Regions from separate parts of the Mus musculus genome. Here region 2 is linked to region 1. The links are chromatin contacts, called in public Hi-C maps. All regions are on one chromosome and are shown on one strand. The core of a region is the stretch at or near the end of the contact, and the rest is flanking DNA. Distances in the headings are between cores, read along the strand shown.

Evidence for each region. A called contact is a pair of places that touch in the nucleus more often than the background predicts.
Region 2: a Hi-C map of liver shows a contact between it and region 1, with 2.3 times the contacts expected there. The contact joins two enhancer-like sites. A contact is called at or near these places in 4 of 39 promoter capture datasets (the 3T3-L1 cell line, hippocampal neurons, liver and 1 more), 1 of 484 Hi-C or Micro-C datasets (liver) and 1 of 115 datasets of contacts at active chromatin or transcription factors (microglia).

What each region holds. Positions count from the first base shown.
Region 1 is chr7:143,039,340-143,045,998 of GRCm38.p6, forward strand. R74862 (expressed sequence R74862) reads right to left here. Exons shown (of 5, transcript NR_110354.1): 2 at 5,156-5,317. Among named protein-coding and RNA genes, the nearest start is that of Cd81, 10 kb to the right of the region's middle. Within about 2 kb of position 3,077, at least 91 of the 459 cell types and tissues checked have an H3K27ac peak or open chromatin away from gene starts, as enhancers often do. A contact at or near this core is called in liver, where this site is marked.
Region 2 is chr7:143,744,905-143,751,526 of GRCm38.p6, forward strand. It overlaps a transcript of Osbpl5 not described here. Among named protein-coding and RNA genes, the nearest start is that of Osbpl5, 7.9 kb to the left of the region's middle. Within about 2 kb of position 3,352, at least 104 of the 459 cell types and tissues checked have an H3K27ac peak or open chromatin away from gene starts, as enhancers often do. A contact at or near this core is called in liver, where this site is marked.

The DNA.
Region 1 (6,659 bases), core at 1,827-4,326:
TGTTGTGTACAACCATGGCCTTGCAGTCTTTACTGGGAGATAAAGGGAGATTTAGGGGGATGTTGCTAGTCATGTTGACATGGGTGGACTTGGAAGTTTAGGGTGTCAGCCTGACTCTGGTTATGGGCTGTCCAGATAGGTGAGAAAGCTCTGCTGTTGAATAGGTTTCTGGAAGTTTTTCTGGAAGATATTGAAACTTGAATCAGTGGTTGTGGGGAAGACCTACCTCGCCCAATGTGGGCAGCAGCATCTGAACTGAGTTAAGGGTCCACATGGAAAACAGTGAGGTCCTCCCCTCCCCTAGGCCCCTCCTCCAGGTAGATTTCTTTTGCCCATGGACATAAGACCTCTCTAATGAAATCAGGCTCTCTGGGAGAGCCTTTGGATCTAGGCCCTTCACTGATAGCCCTGACCCCTGGCTTTAGGCCCTCAGTCTTGGGTTGTGTATTAATTCATTGGCTCCCCTGGTTCTAGGCAAATTTAGACTTCACTAGCTATTTCCCCAGTCTTCAGATGTCATGAGACTTCTGTGTCCACAGCCATATTAGGGAGATTAGCTAATCTCCCTAACAAGTCCCTATCATCTTTCTCTGTGTCTTGGGGTGGAGCTGTAGTCAAATGGAGAAGGCTCTCCTCACTAGAGATGCTCCAGCTCATAGGAGTTGTCTCACCTGAGTTCTTGTTCCTTCTAGGGCCACCTGTGTGTGTCCTTGCAGTGATTGATGGAGGGACAAAAGGACACCATCTTCATCATAGTTCCCAGTGTCTCTAAAGGGATGAATCAGCTCCAAAGATGGCCTCAGGACATTGAAGCTCTCTTGAAAGGCTGATCTACTCCTTTGCTCAACAGTGGGGTGGAGCTGTCCCTGGCCCTTGGGCATTTATGGTTTACAAGGAGCCTGCCCTAGGCAGATGCTGCAGGCCTGCCAGACTAGGGACCCAAAGCCTGGGGTTAAAACCTGGACACTATTGTGGGAAGGAGCCTCCTTGCAGGCCAGGAAAACATAAACCCTGGATTTCCTAGATAGAGCAAGAGGAGCCAGAAGCCTGATATGGCTAGAAAAACAGATGCCCACAGAGACTTGCAGGCCTATAGTTCCATCCTCATCGTGGGCTCTATCTATCTCAATACATGTGCAATCTGGGCACTGAGTCAGAGACAGATATTGAGAATAGTCTGCCCCACTAGGTGCTGCATCTGCACCTTGCACCTCCACTCAGCAGTGACACTGGGACTCAGAAGTCATGTGTCCTGCAGATGCTGATCCACAGCACTGGCTGGCCCTGCTATGATTAGCCTTGTGCACAGTGGGTCTTGCCTTAAACTTGGGATAGCAAGCATTCCCAGACCCTGGGCAGGCTAGAGGAGGCGGATAAGGCCAGAGGCGGACACCTTGCTGGAGCCCTATCCTACCCCTTCCTGGCTCATCCCCTGCCCCTGCCCCTCTCTAGTGGCCTCTGAACCTGCACATCCTTCCTTCTTACCCCTCTCCAAGCAGTGCCCTGTTAAGAGGCCCTCAACCCATTCAGCATCCTCTTGCCTGCCTGGACTCCAAACATCTTCACTCAGACCTGTCTTCATCACAGCTCCCCGGTCCCCATCCTGTGGGGCAATGTCCTTTGTGAAGTCCTCTGACTCTCTTATCTGCCAAGAATTTAAGGCCTCTGAGTCTTATTTAATAATTTTTCTCTCTTAATTACTACGTATTGATCTGGAAACCAGAGCCCAGTTCCACTGCAAAGGATTAATAGCCAGCAGCGCTTATGGTTATTCACTTTCCGTAATGTTATGTCTTGACCCCAGCCATACCCCACCCACTCACCCATCAGTCCTGAGACCTAGCTCCATCCCCCCAGCCACTGACTCACTTGTGAGCACCTTCCCACTTCCTTCTCCCACAGCCTTACACAAGCTGGCTTGGCCATCCACTCACGCTTGAGGAAATAGGAAGCAGAAATAGTTAGATTCCAGAACTTTCTCTCACCACATCCTCCCTTCCTGGCTTTCCCCTGAGTATTCCCAGCTACTTCCTTGCTTTGAAAGACTTGCCTTCAATCCAAACTTTAGGTTCTCTGTTGAGAAGTCCCACCCTCCTACAGTCTACTCCATCCTGCTGTGGTCTCCCCACCCAGGCCCAGTGACCCCCTTAACCTATCAGGGTCTAGGCTGGAGGCCTTCTTTTCCTAAGCATTGCCCACTTCTTCAGGTCTCATCTAGCAGCCTCTCTGTGAGAACTTCAGAATTCCCTTCAGAGAAGTTGGCCTCCCCTGTGGGGCCTCGTCACATGGAAGTTGGCAGGCAATGTGTCAAAGGCAGGCAGCCCCTGATAGTCTAAACAGTAAGAGAAATAGATGAGGAAGTGTCCCTGCGACAAAGCAAATGTCCTGATGTCTTAATGTGCCCTTTGTGCTCTCAAGAATCTAGTCTGGGGAAAGGGGGACAAAGGCTATGTTTGGGGCAGCCTGGCTCTGACCAGAAATGTCTGGGATAGGTGGGCATCAGCCCTGTGTGAGCCTAGTCACTGCAGAAGCCAGAGATGATTTCTTCAGACTCTTCCCTTCAGCCCCCTCTAGCCCCTCTAATCCATGGTGATGGGACAGAGGTGGGAGACAGACAGAGGCTGTTGGGCCTCCCTAGGTTTATATTCCACAGGAATGAAGGCACCAAGAGCATCCCAGCCAGCCCTGGTCACTTCCCAGAACCCCTCTCTCCTCAGGGGATGGGTCTTAACAGGCTACACTCGCAGTGCTGAGCAGGCACTCCTAGGTAGATGGTGAAGACAGCCTTGGCCTCTTATTAGCAGCACTGCTGGGGTCTTTGCACAGAGTGACACAGAGACCATGAAGACAGGACTAGCCTTGTAGGCTGAAGCTCCACCCCCAGCCCAGACAGTGGACTATCTGACCCTCTCCTCAGGGACAGGGCCTCCTTTTCTGGCTCAGCCCAGATTTCCGGATTCCATTGCTTGCCAGGAGTCGGGAGGTGGAAATAATATAGAACTCTAGCCAGCCCTCTCTGACCCAGAGAACTGTGTGCACTTGGCCAACCTTGGGACTGCACCATCCAAAGGGCAAGGGTCCCACAGTAGGGGCAGCTGCAATGTCCTGCCAGTTACGGTCAGGGTCACAGCTCTCCAGAGGCCAGACAGGCCTTTTTTTTCCTTCACAGCTGCAGTGTCCACCCAACCCCCAAGGTATCCAGAATTGTTGTTGCCCTCTTCCTCCAACAGCTGGACTAAAGGGGGACTTTAGTCCCTGCACATCCTGGAAAGACTCATCCTGGCTCATAGGTGACCTCCACAAGCTCCCTGAGAGTTGACTGGATCTGGCATCACAAGGATTCCAGAAGATGCCAAGGTACTTTCCTGGGCACAGCAAGTCTAGGCCTCCCAATACCAGGACAGCACCTCACTGCAAACCATTCCATAGGCAACTGCAGGCCACAGGCAAGCGCTGAAGCCCTTGGTACTTGTAGTCTCTCATACACAGGCCTGCTTTGAGCTCCTTTTTCTTCCTTGACTATGGAGACTTGAGTCTTTTGAAAAACCTCACAAGTTAGGGCTGTTGATTGTCCCTGAAGCAGGAAGGTCTGTCTTCCGGTGACCTTTTTACTATCTCTGCCCATATGCCAGTCACTGTGGTGGCTCTTCCTGGACCTGTATTACTGCCCTTGTGGGTTTGTCTGACTCCCTGCTGGTTCCCCTTCCACCAGAGAGAACACTTGAAAGTACAGTCCAGAGCTTGACCCTCCAGGTCCCCAGGGCCAGGCTCAGACTCTAGCCTTTACTCTCTCTCTCTCTCTCTCACTTCCTATGCTGTCTGGTTTGGGGTTTTTGTCCACACGCTGACCAAGTGTCAGACATAGGCTTCACTTCAGTTACGTCTCTGCTTAGTCATTCAGTTAACCACTGATGGGTAGTGATTACTTTTTCCTCATCCCCTTTGGCTCCTCCCAAATTCCCTAGCTTGCTGACAGGTCCTCTCACCCCAGAGCTCTCCTAGTTTGCTAAATGTGATGACCAGAAATGACAGAGGCCTCCCTGTTCTAGTTTGTTTTCTGTTGCTGTGATAAAACATTATGATCAACAGGCAAACTTAGGGGAAGAAATTGTTAACTTGGCGTATACTTCGAGTTCACAGCCTATCATTGAGGCAGAAACCAGATGTATGCAGCCAAAACCCCAAAGATGTGTTGTGATAAGACCTCTCAGGGTAGCATTAGCACCACCTTCACAGCTCCAGACAAGGGCAAGCCTCCCTTCTACCTCTATTATTCTACCACTATTAGTTTACATACTCTCAGCTGCTGCTGCTGCTGCTGCTGCTGCTCCTCCTCCTCCTCTTCCTCCTCCTCCTCTTCTTCTTCTTTTCTTCTTCTTCTTCCTTCTTTCTTCTTCTTCCTCCTCCTCCTCCTCCTTCTTCTTCTTCTTCTTTTGAGACAGGGTTTCTCTGTATAGCCCTGGCTGTCCTGGAACTCACTTTGTAGACCAGACTGGCCTTGAACTCAGAAATCCACCTGTCTCTGCCTCCCAAGTGCTGGGATTAAAGGTGTGCACCTCCACTGCCTGCCTAGATAGGGTCTCTTTATGAAGTCTTGCTATTCTGAAACTCTCTGTGTAGACAATGCTGGCTGGCCTTGAGCTCACAGAAACCTGTCTGCCTCTGCTTCCTAAGTGCTGGAATCGAAGGAATGCATACATTTGACTTTTCTCAGCATTTTAAAAGGAAGCATCAAATATAAGGTCTTTTACACCTGGCCTTTTTCATCAACAAAACATTTAAGGGTTTTGTTTTGTTTTGTCTTTGTTTTGAGACAGGGTCTTACTTTATAGGCCTGGTTGGCCTGGAACCTGTGGAGATCCTCCTGTCTCTGTCTTCCAGGTTACACTCATATGTCACAATACCTGACTCAGCATTTTCAAGACCCGTCTGAGTTATACCATGTATCATGGCTTCCTTCATTTCAATGGCTGCATTACACTCTGTGGTCTGGACAATGTCATGTGGACACATTTGTCACTTGATGGGCATCTTTAGTTTTTGTACTTAAAAATATATTATTTTACTTTTATGTTTGCCTTGGGTTATCTAAAGGAACAGAACTGATAAAATGAATATATATCAAATATATTAAAAGAGTATTAGAATGACTTACCGGCTGTAGCCTGGTATTCCAACAATAGCAGTATTCCAGTGGGAAGGCCAAGAATCTGGCAGTTGTTCAGTCCCCAAGACTGGGTGTCTCAGCAGTACCATCTAGTGCTGGAGTCCTAGAGGATTCCTGAAGAGATGCTGGTCTTTGGTCTATGTTGAAATCCTAAAAAAAAAAAAAAAAGTAGATCCTAACACCAGCAAAGGAATGACTCACCAACAAAACAGATGAACAAGCCAATAAGAGTGAGGGAAAATGGGGGCAGGGGAGGAAGCAAGTTTCCTTCTTCCATGTTCTTTTATATGACCTGCTACCAGGAGGTATGACCCAGAGTTAGGTCTCCCCTCCTAACTGAAGCAACCAAGTAAATCCCTCAAAGGAATGCTCAGCTGCTTGAGTTTTAGTTGATTCCAGATATAGTCAAGTTAACAGCCAAAGTTAGTCATTACAAAGTGTATGGATGGATGCCTTGCCTGCATGTATGTGCATCATATGCTTGCAGTGCCTGTCAAGGCCAGAAGAGGGCATTAGATCCCTCTGAGCTGAAACTACAGAACATTATAAGAACCCACACTCAGGTTCCTGTGTTTGAGAAGCAAGCTCTCTGAACTTCTGGGCCATCTCACCAGCCCTGGCTCTACTTTTTGGCTATGATAACAAATGCACATACAAAAAGTATGTGGATCTGTTCTTGTATGGATGTGTTTTCATTGCTCTTGGTTGAACATACACATGTTTCAACATATGGGTAAATCCTTGAGCCAAATGTCTTGATTATCAACCCCACCTCAAGACAAAATCAGATTCCTTTGGGGAAATTTAGAAGTTTTATGACGATAAGACTTTCCTCTCATGACAGTGCAAAGATGGCTATTTGTTGTCACAGGTATCTTTTAGAAATGAGTATTTTCATGAAAGTATATCACACACATACAGAATTACAGAGAGTGTGGGAACCGTGGTTATTGCAAGTTCAGCTCATATTTTGGTCTCTATTTACTCTTCAAGTAGAGAAGTGAAACACTTTGGGTATCTGGGTACTTGCATGCATAGAGATATTACTGGATTTAGAGTCACTGCCTGAGTCCCAACAAGCCAGATTGGGCTGCTCATCCTTAAACTCGTTAAAAATGCCAAGTCAAGGCGCAAGAGAGATGGCTCAGTGGTCAAGAGAGCGGCTGCTTTTGTAGAGGACCCATGTCAGACAGCTCACAACAACTTGCAATTCCAACTCCAGTGGCTTCTACACCCCTTACGGGTCTCTATAGGCACCCACACATCCACACCACACACACACACACACACACACACACACACACACACACACACACACACAGACAGAGAGACAGAAACAGAGAGAGACAGAGACAGAGAGAGACAGAAGCACAGAAACAGACAGACAGAGAGCATACACTCACACAGACACATTTATACATAAATGGAATGGAAATACACCTTTTCAAAAGGAGACAAATTAATAAACAGAAAGGGAGCGATTTATCCACCA
Region 2 (6,622 bases), core at 2,102-4,601, 710 kb after region 1:
ACAATCTCCTCACTGTCAAAGCTGCTCCCTTCTCTCCAGGAGTCCCCTTCCCTGGAGTGGATTCACTGCAGATGCTGTGACTGAGTGACTGAGAGCTTCCTGACAAAGAGGTGACAAAAAGCAAGCAAGCAAGCAAGCAAACAAGCAAGCAAGCAAGCAAGCAAGCAAGAAAGAAAGAAAGAAAGAAAGAAAGAAAGAAAGAAAGAAAGAAAGAAAAGAAAGGACCACACCCAGTGCCTGCCGGACCTGCTGGTGCTCACCTATACTCCCACCACTGGCCAGGCCAACCTGGGCTACAGAGGGAGACCCTGTTTCTAAAACAATTAGAGGAAAAATAGAAACAAGCATAAAATGCCAACCAAATCCAACCATGTGTGAATACCATGCCCTTATGAGGAGAGAGAGAGAGAGAGAGAGAGAGAGAGAGAGAGAGAGAGAGAGAGAGAGGAAGAAAGGATCCAACTGCCAACGTCCATCACCATCACAGCACACTGAGGAAGAAAAGCCACATGGCCCTCTCTTTTCTCCTGATGGGAGCAGAGCGAGCACTCAGCAGAACTCAGGGGCTGGAGAAAGGGCTCGGTGATTAAGACTGCAGCAGTCAGATCTCTGGTCTACAGAGCCAGTTCTAGGACAGCCAAGGCTACACTTTGAAACCCTGTTTCAAAAAACCTTAAATAAATAAATAAATAAATAAATAAATAAATAAAATTTAGAAAGTGTATACTGTTCTCGCAGAGGACCCAGGTTCAGTTCCCAGCATCCACAGCAGGCAGCTCCCATCCACCTGTATCTCCAGGCATGAGAAAACCCACAATGCCCAATACCATGGGCGACAGAGGAACATCAAAGATTTCTCCTTGGGTCAGGACCAGAGCAAGGCTGTCCACAGTCTCACTGCTCTTCAACAACACTTGGGGGTCCAGGTCATTTCAGTGGGACAAGAAAAGGATGTAACCAGAGCACACCCCAGCACTGCAAAACTAAGCACAACACCCAAAACTTCATGGGGCAGAGACTGGTGCTCAGTGGCACAGATCTTCAGTGGCACAGATCTTGCCCAGCATACAAAAACCCTGGCATCTTGCTTTATTGCTCTGTTGCTGTGCTAAACACCATGACCAAAACAATTTATGGAGGGCAAGGGTTTGTTTGGCTTACAGGCCGCGGTCCATCATAAAGGGAGGCAAGAGCAGGGCCTCAAGGCAGGAATCCAGAGGCAGGAGCTGAGAGTAGGCACCACAGAGCAATGCAATTACTGGCTTGCTCAGTCTGCTTTCTTATACAGCCCAGGATCACCTGACCACAGTGGTACTGCACACAGTGGTCTGGACCCTCCCCAATCAATCATTAGTCAGAATAATGATCCCTCAGACTTGCCCGCAGCCAATATGATGGAGAAAATTCCTCAACTGAGATTCTCTTTTCCCAAGTGACACCATCTTGGGTCAGTTTGACAAAAACCCTAACCAGCACATCTGGCCTCCATCCCAGCACAGAAAATGAGAAAGAGGAGGAGATGAGAAGGAGGAGAAAGAAGAGGAAGAGGGGGAGGAGAAAGGGGTATGAGGGGCAGCTAGGCACACTGGGAATGGAGAAATGACGTTGCCTCTGTCTGCACGAAATATATGCTTGGCCCAGATTACGGACATATGGGTTTGTTTATTACTAAAATGTATCGAGTTCTGTTATATCCACTATGAACGAAAACATTTATTTGTAACCACTTTAAAAATCTTTACAAAAAGACATGGAAGTAGAAGGGTGCAGAAGTAGGTGTGGGAAGTGAAGGGGAATCTCATACATACACACAATATCAATATCATACAAACACAATGCAACACAATATCATACAAACATACACAATGTCATACACACATATCACACATATATGCATATTAACATATGTGCACAATATTAACATCATACAAATACATAATATCATACATACATACAATATTGATATAAAACATACATGCAATATTAATCTCATACATATACACAATATCATACAATATTAATATCATACAAGCACATATAATATACACATATTAATCTCATACATACACACAATATTAATCTCATACATACACACAATATTAATAGCAAACATACATACAATATTAATATACAAACACACAATATCATACATGCATACATTAATATCATACAAACACATATCATACATACAATATTAACATCATACATACATAATATTAACATCATACATGCAATATTAGTCTCATAATACACACAATATCATACATACATACAATATTAATATCATACAAAATATATGTCATACACACATATTAAGATCATATATACACACAACATTAACATCATACATACAATATCAATAACATGCAATACACACAATATTAATCATAATACACACTTTATTAACATCATACATTACACACAATATTAATAACATACATACACACAATATTAATATACACACATATTAACATCATACATACACATAATATCATACATTACACACAATATTATTATCATACATATACACATATTAACATCATAGATACACACATTATTAACAAAAAACATTTTTAAGACCTAGGCAACCAAACCAACCCCCAAAGAAACCCATTGTTTTGTGCAAGTAATGTATATTAATGATTTTTTGAACTTTTATTATAATTAGTGTTGTTGTGTGTGTATGCTGTGCAGAGGGGGCACTGTGTGGTAGCGTGTGTGTGTGTGTGTGTGTGTGTGTGTGTGTGTGTGTGTAGGTCAGAAGATAATTTCTTCCATGTTTATGTGAATTCCATGGATAGAACTCAGGCTCTCAGGGTTGCAGGAGAGAGGGACAAACAAATTTACCTGTTAGGCTACTTCAACAGCCCGACAATTAAAACAATTTTTTTGAGGTAGCTAGACCCAGAGAGATGACTTGGTGGTTAAGACAAAGCACCGCTTTGAAGAGGATCTGAACTTGGTCCCTGGCACTGTCACTGGGGCTCATAACAGCTTGTAACTGTACTTCCAGGGCATTCAATGCCTCTGGCCTCTACAGGCACCTGCGTTCAAGTGCACAAACCTACACACACACACACACACACACACACACACACACACACACTTGTAATCATAATTAAAACTAAAAGTAAATATTTTTTAAAAAGAATTGCTAATACAGTTTTGAAAGAAAGTAGTGGAAGGGCTCTTGCCACTTGACTTAAGTGAAAACATCCAAGAATCAATTCTGTGCAGTATTAGTGTTGGCAAAAGAAACAATGCAGATTAACAAAATGGAGCTGAGGCCAGGAGTCCATGGGACATTGGTTTTGGCCACAGACACAAAGACAGAAAAGGCATTTCAGTGGAGAAAAGGCAGGCTGCCAAACAAAAGGTGCTGTGACAACTGGCCTTTTCTCTGCAGACAGACAACCTGGATCCATTCTGCCTTCGTTTAGAAAAGTGTCGGCCAGAACCATGTAAGGAGAATTTGTGTCCAACCTGTGGCGCCACTGGGAGGTGGTGAGACCACCCCCCCGCCCCCCCCCCGCCCCCCGCTAGGAGGTGGGGCTAGGACGAGCCCTTGAAGGGGCTCTTGGGACCTGCAGTCCATTAGCTCCTGGCAAATTGGATCACAACAGTATGGCCAGATGGTGGAGCAACAGCGCCCCCACATGTCGCTGAAAGGAACCCCAAGTACGCCAAGAGGCTTTGGCCTTTGGAAAGCAGATTGGCAGTTTTACATTCACGCCTCTAGGAGACTCAGCTGCTTCGTAGCACTGCACCCACCCAGGCAAATTGACATCTGCACAGAAACGTGTGTGTTTTCTATGGCTTTGTTCACAGACGCCTGAGGCAGAAGCAAGCTGGCAATGTTTCAGTGCGACAGAAGAGTACCAGGGCATTGGCAGAGCAAACATCCGCCCCTCCCCCAAATGCTTTCCTCCACTCAGCAGCATGCAGGAATCTCATAAGCTCTCTGCAGCTCAGAAGAAGCACAGAAGTTTCTGGAAAAGGCAGAAGTGTAGGGAGAGAGAGAGGGAGGGGGAGGGGGAGACTAAAGGTGAGGAGAGGGAGATAGGGAGGGGAGAGGGGGAGAGAGGGAGAGAGAGGGGGAGAGGAAGAGGGAGAGGGAGGAAGGGGAAGAGGGAGGGGGAGAGGGAGGGGAGGGGGAGAGGGGGAGACAGAAGGTGAGGAGAGGGAGATAGGGAGGGGAGAGAGGGAGGGAGGGGGAGGGGGGAGAGGAAGAGGAAGAAGGAGGGGGAGGGAGAGAGGGAGGGGGAGGGAGATCAGGGGTGAAAGGCAAGGGACAAGGTGGACCCCTCGAGACCCCAGGGCTGGTCTTAGAGTGTCCAGATTATTCTGCAGTTGAACTGCAGTGGCAGCGACACCACTGTGGACACACAGCCACACACTGTCAAAATGACATGCGTGAACTACTACCATACCCTCATGTGGCAGTTAGCTTTAAGTGTTAACTTATCACAACCTAGAATCACCTGGGAAGAGAATCTCAATAACAGATCATCTGCATGACAGCTTTGGGGTGAGGGTGGGGGTGTGTGCTGTGGGCATTTCTGTGGGGATTGTCTTAATTAAGCCAATCAATGCCACACCTTAGGTGGCACCATTCCCTAATCAGGAGCTCCTGGACTATGTAAGACTGGAGAAGTGGCACTGAGTACAAGAGAGTGAGCATGCCTGCATTCATTTTCCTGTGCTCTTGACTTCGGCTGTGACTGCTGTGACCGGCTGTTCAGTTGCTGCTTTGACCTCCCTGGTATCATGGAGTATAAACTGGAATTGTAAGCTGAACTAAACCTCTCTCCTTTGAATTGCTTCTAAATTGTTATCACCACAACAGAAATGAAACTTGAACAGCCCAGAATGCCACACTGAGGAAATGATGGAACGAAATGTCACCGATAGGGAGTTGTCTTCCAAAGGCACGTACATGCACGGGGGCTGTGGGACGTGTACACACATGCAGAGGGGCCCCCTGAATGGATACAAGCTAAACAGTTGGCAGTGGAAAAGCCCCGGAGGCCATTCTGCCCCAGGTCAGGGCTGTCCCTGTCCAGAGCAAATTCCATCCTGGTAGATCAGAGCCTGGCTCTCTGGATGTGGGAAGGGACCACAGACATCGGGACACCAGCAGTCAGTGGTCTGTGGTGGCTGTCTTAGGGTCTCATGGAACAGGGGATCTATTCTCCTGAGAATAGATGTGGCTCCTTGGCATTTTCAGTCTCTGACACTGAGGCCTCAAGCAAGAATCCAGCAGGACCATGAGTGAAGGACCTGTCAGCATAGAGGTAGCTGGATAGTAGGCGTAAGGGGTGCTCTCTCCTGGGCGGAGCAACTCTTGGCTCTGGGCCTTGACTCTCCAGGTATACATAAGGGGATGGGTGGTATCCTGTCATATTGGAGGCCATGTAAACTCCAAGACAGGCTGGTAGTCTAAGCCCCTCATGTCTTATCCTGCTAGCCAGAGAGGAAGAAACATAGGGTGGCCTGGAGTGATGTGGGTGGAACTATAAGGCTCAGAAGCAGGATGGGGAGTGACAGAGGCCCTTCCTGAGCCTTTGTGAGCCCACGACTCTGACCTCAGGAGAGAGGGTCCACTTCATTCCTGAGGTAGAGGGGACATGTGAGAAGAACACTTATGAGGCAGAGGACAGAGAAGAGATGGGGTATGTCACTCCTGGCTGTATGCAGGTATGCGATGGGAAACCCAACCTCCATGTGCGTCCTGCAGGATGTTCTTGCTCTCTCTTTACCCTCCTGCAGTGTGTGTGTGTGTGTGTGTGTGTGTGTGTGTGTGTGTGTGCACGCACACACGCCAGATCAGCCTCAAGTGGCGTTCCTCGGGCACTGTCCACCTTGCTTTTGGTTTCTTGCTATTTTCAAGCCTCTTACTGGCCTAGAACTTTCAAGTTTAGACTTAGTTAGGCTGGCTCACCACTAAGTCCTAAGGATCCTCTTGTCTCTGCCTCTCCAACTCGGAGGTTACAAGTGTGTGCCACTATGAGCAGCTTAAAGTTGGGTTCTGTGAGGACATCCTTTCACAGTGAGGACTTTGCAAATTCCCTCCCCAACCCAGAACTTGGGATTCTTACACCTTCCACCTCCTACAGCCAAAGGGATAACAGAGTCATCTGGAGTGATGGAAACAGGCTATAAGCAAAGTGGCCTGGGGTGGCTGCCATCAGCCACACACCAATGCAGGCTGAAGGTGTAGTGGATAATCCAGGAACTCACTTTAGCATATTTATTTATTGTTAAAGATTTCTTTATTTATTATATGTAAGTACACTGTAGCTGTCTTAGGACACCCTAGAAGAGGGCATCAGATCTTATTACAGATGGTTGTAAGCTATCATGTGGTTGCTGGGATTTGAGCTCAGGACCTTTGGAAGAGCAGTCAGTGCTCTTAGCCGCTGAGCCATCTCTCCAGTCCACTTTAGCACATTTAAATGTCAGTTTGAACAGCCTCAGGTGGACTGTGGTTGCCAAGGCACACTTTGCTTTGTGACTGGGACCTTGGGCTCAGTTGGGGCACCAGTTTGCAGGTGGCAGTGATCCAGAGTTGCTACTAAAGATGTCTGATTACCCAAAGGTACGTGCAAATTTGACATATTCC